Linked DNA regions of Gossypium hirsutum: all the other regions are linked to region 1. Evidence: chromatin contacts called from public Hi-C data. All regions are on one chromosome and are shown on one strand. Each heading gives the region's core, a stretch centred on a gene start, on an enhancer-like site or on the middle of the called end of the contact. The rest is flanking DNA. Distances are from core to core; before and after follow the strand shown. Region 1 holds the start of LOC107934295 (auxin efflux carrier component 3). Region 2 has its middle 220 kb from the start of LOC121206924. Region 3 has its middle 230 kb from the start of LOC121206700.

Region 1 (2,700 bases), core at 60-2,559:
TGCAATTCCTTGGCATCATGATTCTCTTTATTATTCTCCTTCTCCCTAGGCTGCTGCTGTTGTTGTTGGGTAGCTTTAGCGTTCTTCGTGACGGATGAGAATTCAGGGTTTGGAGCAGGGTAGGATGAAGGAACAGTCTGTGCTGGATAAAATCCGAATCGTGGAGACATTACTGTATTGTTTTCTTCAAAATTGGATGGCCTTGGAGTAGGTCCTCTAGAGGATTGAACAGAGTATAAATCAGCTGGACCGAAATTGGAGTGTCTTGCAGGAAATCCTTGAACACCCATCATGGAGTAAAAATCGGAGTTGTTGAAATTGGAACCTCTTGGCGTGGGGTTCCTTGAAGAGCTCAAACTGTAGATTTCAGCACCGGTGAGGTTGGAAGGCCTGGGAGTCAATGCAGGAAGGGAACACGGCCCCAAAGACCTCCTGGAAGCATTAGATTTCCTGACCTTAACGTGTAGCTTGCCGTCTTCCCCGATTTCAGCGTCGGTTTCGAGGAAATCGCGGCCGTCAAGTGAAACCACATCGGAATCAACTTTGAAAGAAACAATGGAAGCTGCAGTTTCGGGAAACTGCTCCATGATGAGGATTTTGGCACCGCGGTACTCAAAAGGAAAAGAAGAAGGGTGTACCAAATGATACACTGGAGAACCACGACTTGGACCATGAGCATCCCGGAGTAGGGACCGTACATAGCGATTAAAAGAGGAATACCCATGACTAGAGTGTTAGGGAGAGTAGATAAAGAGAAAATGGTGATCATCCATTCCAGGCTTCCGTTCCTTGTTAAATTAGTCCACAATCCAAGAACGAAGAGCATGATGAGCTTTTGAAGGGTGTCGGCTGCTATGAACCTGAAGTTCATGGCGTAAGGGTCATTGGTGGAAATGAAGTGGAAAGACAAGAGAGGAACGGCAAATATGGCGACAAAGCGGTTGATACCCGAGCACTGGTCGGGGGTGAATATTTTCCACCAACGGACGGAGCCGTAAGCCAAGATCATAGCAACGTACAGTGGGATCACCGCCGTTAAAACGGTGTAAAGATCGTTCCAACTAATCATCTTCCGATGAAGGAGAAGAAGAAGATGAAAGGGCAAAATGGGGATAGCAAAAACCGTTATTTAACTAACTTGAGAAGATCTCTGTTTCTAGGACAGGTGCCTGCTGCTTGCGTCTGAAAGAAAGACTGCAAAATTTTTGTGATATATAGAAAAGGTAATCAAGGGAAGTGAGGAAAGAGAGAAAATGAGAAGCCAGCGTATAATTTTAAAAGATATGCAACTTTTAATTTAGAGAGAGGGAATTATATAAGGGAAGGGAGGAAGGGAAAGAGTGAAAATAATATAGGAATAGGGAGAGAAGCAGAGGACGATAGGACACTCAACTATGAAACTTGGGTTAACAATTCACCGCCTCTTCTGGTTAACTTAACTACAGAATTTGGTTAATAATAATAATAATGTACAGGTGGCTCTTCTAATGTGCCATTGGCTTTTTCCATGACGTGGACAGCCCTCATCTTCTTTATAATCTAAAACTGCACTAATAAAATTTATTTTTATTAACATTCCATCATTTTATTACTTTTTTAATTTAATATATAAATCATTAATTAAAATATATTTTTATATATGATTTTTTTATTCATCATATATTAAAAATGTATAATCAACATTTGAAATATATTTTAAATTTAGTATTCTTCCTTACTTAAATCCCACTAATTTAACAGATTATATTCTTTAAAAATAGAAAAAATTAAAATACTGTTAATATCTTAAATTATTGTTGACAAGGAATCAATTCTTCTAAGAGAAGTTTCATCTTCAAGGAAATTAACTTCGACATTAACAATTAAAGGTATTGTCCTTATTTTAAGATTTTATCCCTAGCCTCCACATAAAACCATGTATAGTTGCCGGAGGGGTACTTCAATCAATAAAGATAAGTAACTACAAAACTTGAAATAAATGTTAATACAAAACTTATAAATAACAATAGAGATACTTAGAGACAGTTATAGTTTGAACCATCAACCTTAATATTATAGTATTGAATTTTTTAAATATAAAACAGTTCCCCTGGACATTAAAGCCTAATAAATTTAATAACTAAATTTTTTTACTAGGAAAATTATCTCTAATACTCTTTCACAATCTATGAGGAATTGGTAAAAGTAAATAAAATAAAATTCTTGTTAGATGGAATCTTTGAAAAAACCCTAGAATAAATTGCTGAAAAGCAAGCCCTCCTAAGTTAATTGTATTACCAAAAAATCAATATTAAATTATATATCTCACTTTAGATAGTAAAATCTTTTTATTTAAAAATAAAAAATTCATATAAATTTTTAAATTCATTTGTTTATACAATATAAGTTTAAACTTACCTACTAACACACACATTATAATACCACATGAACAAACCTATGAATTGAACTCTAATCTCACACTTTTATTTTGTAAAATTATTTGGTAGCATATTTGTTTAGGTATAAAAATAGGAGTGAAAGGAAAGAAGAGTAAATCGTAGGACTTGGGTTGTTGTTTGTCTTTGACTTAGTATTAGGAAACACATCATTGATTAAAAGTATGGTTAAAATATGTTTTAAATATACCTACTCTTTGCATATTTGAAATAAGTATCCTTACTTTTATTTTTAAGAATTTAATACCTCTATCTTTTAAATTTT
Region 2 (2,700 bases), core at 42-2,541, 610 kb before region 1:
ATCTTTCAAACTCTGACCATACACTCGAAGTTTTCTTGCAAGGTAAAGGCACTTTGGGAAAGGCCACACCCCAAAAAGCTTAACATACAATTATATTAATAATTATAGAAAAAGTTTAATCGTATTTTCGTTTCCAACAATTTTAAAAAAATTAATTAAGTTTTTTTTAAAATTTTTCTCCCAATTAAATCTTGAATAAACAAAATTATCTATTTTTAACTAACGTTGACCGTTATAGTACTATTGACGTGATCGATAATAGCACTGACATGATACTCTATGTAATAATATATTTGATTGAGTTTGCATGCATATACGATTAAATGTATGAATATATTAATCGTACATAGAGTGTCATATCAATGTCGTTAACGGTCATGTCAATCAAAGAGCTTATTATACTTGGCCAATTTTATTAGTTTAATGGCTCAATTAGTTGTAAAAAGTTCAAAAGAGTTTAGGAGCGAAGCTAGAAATATATTTTAGGGGGCCGAAATGAAATTTGAATATTTAATAGTCTAAATCTTTATAATTTTTAAAAGATTAAATTAAATTTTTATAATTTTAAAGGAGTCAAAGTGTAATTTTATCTTTACTAATTTAAAATTTTAAAATTTTTTAAAAAACCAAAACAATAATTTTTTATTTTAGGGGGACTGAATTTGCCTCTAAAGAGTTTAATTAATTTTTTGAAAAAATTTGAGAGCCAACAAAACGATTAAGCCATAAAAAAAGCCATCCAATTTCTAATTTAAATAGAATTCTTCCAAGTTTTGGATTCAAATCCTTCAATATACATTACTTTTCAACAGTCATGTAAATACGTCCCTAAACTTTATACCTTTAAGTTGAAATCTATCCTTAAAATTAAATTAATTATTATGAAATATGGGATTTTTTCCCTAAAATTTGACCAAGAAAAAATTTGTCCCCAAATTTGATTTGATACCAAACTTCCTTCTCAACCAATTGTCCCTACCTTAGTTGGAATTCTTATCCTTACATTGATTCGCCCCCCCCCCCTTCTTCTCTCACACTCCCAACTGGCAATAATTCTAGCACTGGTGTTATTAGCTTTTTCTTCTTTAGCTTCAGTTTGTTGCTGCAATGTATATATGTATGCCTCTAATAAAACACCGCAATGAACATGATGAGGGTATGGGCATACACAGGAAAGTGGAACTCTTCGACGAGTTTGAGCCACATGTGCTTGCATGCAATGCACATTAAGTACGTCGATGATGATGGATGATGATGATGGGATTCTTTTTTAACCACGAAATACCCGATCTGTCCATTTCACTTTAGGGTTTAGATTTCGATGTTCGGTCCATGCTGCCAATGTTTGCACGTACTGTATTGATTGACCCCCGAATCACATGGTACGTCCGATCATTATCATGTGGTCATTGTCTTTTTTCTGTTTGGATTGAACTTTATCTGTTGACGTTACCATATTTGATTTAATCATATTTCCTTCTATGTAGTCTGAAGAGTTATATAAAAATAAAACCATAGCCCCTAACTCCTGTTTTTATACATATAATTTTATATGCTTTTGGTATTTAACGAACTTGAAATGAAAACACAAGTTCCAATTTTACTGCCAAATATGAGTCACTCTTTTTCTTTAATTTTACCTAAATTTGGATATGGGGAATAAAGGTATAAAAATTATTTTAGAACTCAACATTTTTTTTTAATTTTGGTATTTATTTTTTTATGGGTTATTTTGACCCTAAACTTCTAAATTTTAATTTAATTACTTGCTTTTTGATTAAAAAATTGACCGGACTGTTAAAAAATTAGTGACATTGATGTGGAAGTTCACATGGTATTTTATGTATATTTTACTATTAATATGGAAAATTTTTTAAAAAAAATATTTTTTTTAAAATTTGTTAATTTTTTTAAATAGTTATATATATTTTTTTGAATTTTTATGAAATATACATAAATTGTCACACTAGTAACTACATCAATGATGCTAAAATTTTAACAATTCAGTCACATTTTTCACCAAAAAACAAGCAGTTTAACTAAATTTGAAAGGTTAAATGCTAAAATGACCCTAAAAAATAAGGATTAAAATAACAAAATAAATAAATATTAGGAGTTAAATTTATCTTTTATCATAAATAATAATAATGATGATGATGATGATGGGGACTGTGAAGTACGACAGCTGAATTTTGTAATTCATCAGTGTGAACATACAGGTTATATTAAAAGGCAGCAAAAAAGAACATATATTATATATGACAGAGATTAACTTGTGGTACAATTTTTTTTATAATTTTATATATGATTAATATTTTAATTATTATAATTAATTAATGTTTCATTCACATAAATTTTATATGTCAATTTTTGAATAAAATAAAATAAAATATTATTTATTTATTTTATGTAAAAAAATTCACCCATTACAAATATATTAATAAAAATAATATTTTTATCAATATTAAAGATTAGACCGTTTTGAAAAGCATATGTACAATAAGTACTGTTATATTGATAAATTTAACAACTGAATTATTAAAGTATAAAATATTATAGAAGTATAATTGGATTTCTCCTATTTCATACATATAATTTAATTTATGCAAATACAATCTAAGACAAATAATTAAATATAACAAAATATAAAATAAAAATATAATTTATGCATTAAATATGTGATGTATTTTTTAAAACATC
Region 3 (2,700 bases), core at 103-2,602, 630 kb before region 1:
TATATTTAGCTTTTTAAATTGATATAATATAACATTTTTGTAAAATTTCAAGGTTGAATAAGTACTACAGCTGAGTGCTAAAAATTTGATCATAGGAATTGTTTCATCCCACTCCATTGCCATCTAATAAGAGTAAGATAGTAATTTTCAATTGCCCAAAACTGAGGCCCAAATATAAGCTTGAACCATTTTTGCAGCCCCATGTCCATGGGCTCAATTTTGACCGTCCTTACGTGGTGTCTTGAGCTTTCATATTAATTAGTAGCTAATATTATCTTTGATAGTTAAAAATTTGTAAGCTCTTTTAATGCAATTACCTTTCTTTTTTAAAAAACATGAAATGGCAATTCCTTTAACTTTAACACATTACCATTTAGTTTTGAATGAAGAATAAAAGGATCTTATCCAGTTGTGGACAGAAACTAGTGTTCCAACCACATGGACTGGCTGACTTTGTGAACCTATTCTAAGAAAAGTGTTTCACCACCGATGAATCATGTTTCATCGAAGTGGTCCAGCATTGAGTTTGAAAGCACACACACACAAAAAAAGAGACCCACACTTAGCTATATAGTAGATGTAGTCGTTTCTCTGTGTTTGAACCAAGTTGAGCAAAAAAGGGTGAAGGGGAAGAAAAAAGAGAAAGAAGAGTGCAAAAAAGAAAGGACAAGGGCATGGGTTACTTGAGAAGATGCGTCCCAAAAGATTGATATTAAAAATGTGAAATGTGATGGGTTGGTATGCCAAAAGGAAGGATTGGGGCACTTTTTCATTTCTCAAAAGTCTAATCCCTGGAATGGTCCCTGGTGCGACTCATGTCCGTGGTTCACCCTACATCTACCATCGCTCCCTCTCTGATGTCTTTATTACCTTTTTGTTGCCTTCTATTCATTCCCGTCCGAGCCACGGCTTAATTGCCCCCGCTCCTCCTATTCCCACTTTCTCCACTACTTTATTCATCAATGCATGGGCTAAGTCAGAGATAATAATATAATTAAATTGCTGATTTTTACGAGGGACTCAAAAACATAATTTCACCATTTTATCCACTGACCAAACCCCTACCCCTTTGGAGTCACTGATTCATCAATGGGAGCAAACAAACTTTGCATCAGCACCACTATCAAGAGCAATAACAATAATATATCATATAAAATGGAGAAAGGGTAGTGATTGAAGCCGTTGAAGGGTTAAAATACGATTCAATAAACTGGATTTATGCATATTTTGGAATAATTGTTTTCTTTTGGTATTATGTTTGCTTAAATCCTGATAACTCTGGTATGGCGTATATATTGGCCCCATTGTATGCTGTAGAATGAAGCCACGCACACGAGGACAGCACCACATGTTTCATAACCACCTAATAATGCATTTATTTTTTTTATAATTATATGATAACGTTTATTTGGTTTGGGGGCTGTCTATTTTATTGTATTCACGTGCATGTGCTGCATATAGACGTGAATTTTTTATTTTTATTTTAATTGTGTTGTAGTAAAACTTTGATGTCTTTGAAACTTTTGCAAAATAAAATAGCTTAATTTTGTCAAAGTTTCTTAGATTTGTCTACTCTAAAATAATGTAATAACATCATTAATATAAATTTAATGTCTGAAGATTTCTGTGTTCACATGAATGTATTTGCATCAACTCTCATAAATGAGGAAATTTAGCAGGATTTTTAGGATCGCATACGTATTGTTAGTTGTACGTAGTTATTCAGATAATCTCTTTTTTTTTAATCATTATCTTATTCATTATCAATATAATAAAATTTTATTCTAAAAAATCAATATAATAAAAAATTTTATAAGCAAATTAGGATATTTTCAAATGTTTTTTTTATTTAATTTAAAAAATAATAAAATAATAAAATAACGTTTTTAACCTGATTATGGAATATTTTTATTTCACTCGAAAATAATTACTTTCTAAGCAAATCTAAGTTGAATGGTAATGAGCAAGACTAAAAAAAGAAAGTTAATATTGGAGAAACATAGGAGATGATTTATATGGTTCGTTTCTGGAAAATGCTTAATCCAAAAAGTAGAATTTAAATTATATATATATGTTTTATGAGAATAAATAAGATGATTTTAAAATATATAACTTTTAAGTATTAATAATAAAATATCATATCATCAATTTTTAAAAATATACAAGTCTTATTATATATTCATCCATCTTTAATATCTTCTCTAACTTAATTTAATTTTAATTAAATTACTTAACAAATTAAAAAATTTAATAAATAAACAAACATGTTTTCTTTTTTATAAATTTTAAATTATTTTAATTTTTTTTTTAAATTTAATCGTCTTTTATTTATTTGCTTTCAAATTTTGTTTTATTTTTATGCCGTCAATTTTTTAAATTCTTTTAATTTTTAGGTAGGTAATTTTTCAATTTCAATTTTAATTTCTTTAATTTTTAATCAAATTTCAGAATTTGATAAAAGGTGGTTATAGATTTTCAAATTTTGATTTTTTTCTAGTGTTTTTCTATATTTTTAATGGTTGATTTTAGTTTTTTTTTCAATTTGTGATTGTGGTTTTATCTTTTTTTTTTTAATTATTGATTTAATCATTTTAAAATTTTATTTATTTTTTGTTATGTTTTTTGAGAATATAGTTTAAACATTTTTTCTTAAAATTTTAATTATTTTAATTAAAGTTAAATTAAATTAGAGATGATATT

Evidence for each region. Hi-C and Micro-C count contacts between places; a contact is called where the count stands out from the background.
Region 2: a contact with region 1 is called in a Hi-C map of leaf, with 3 times the contacts expected there. The contact joins the enhancer-like site here to the promoter of LOC107934295 in region 1. A contact is called at or near these places in 6 of 34 Hi-C or Micro-C datasets (callus and leaf).
Region 3: a Hi-C map of leaf shows a contact between it and region 1, with 1.8 times the contacts expected there. The contact joins the enhancer-like site here to the promoter of LOC107934295 in region 1. A contact is called at or near these places in 2 of 34 Hi-C or Micro-C datasets (leaf and petal).

What each region holds. Positions count from the first base shown.
Region 1 is chrA01:91,106,014-91,108,713 of Gossypium_hirsutum_v2.1, reverse strand. LOC107934295 (auxin efflux carrier component 3) reads right to left here and starts at 1,309. Exons shown (of 7, transcript XM_016866676.2): 1 at 622-1,309; 2 at 1-619. The coding sequence starts at 1,069.
Region 2 is chrA01:91,712,137-91,714,836 of Gossypium_hirsutum_v2.1, reverse strand. No RefSeq gene overlaps it. Among protein-coding and RNA genes, the nearest start is that of LOC121206924, 220 kb to the right of the region's middle. Within about 2 kb of position 1,291, at least 2 of the 9 cell types and tissues checked have an H3K27ac peak or open chromatin away from gene starts, as enhancers often do. A contact at or near this core is called in leaf, where this site is marked.
Region 3 is chrA01:91,734,398-91,737,097 of Gossypium_hirsutum_v2.1, reverse strand. No RefSeq gene overlaps it. Among protein-coding and RNA genes, the nearest start is that of LOC121206700, 230 kb to the left of the region's middle. Within about 2 kb of position 1,352, at least 5 of the 9 cell types and tissues checked have an H3K27ac peak or open chromatin away from gene starts, as enhancers often do. A contact at or near this core is called in leaf, where this site is marked.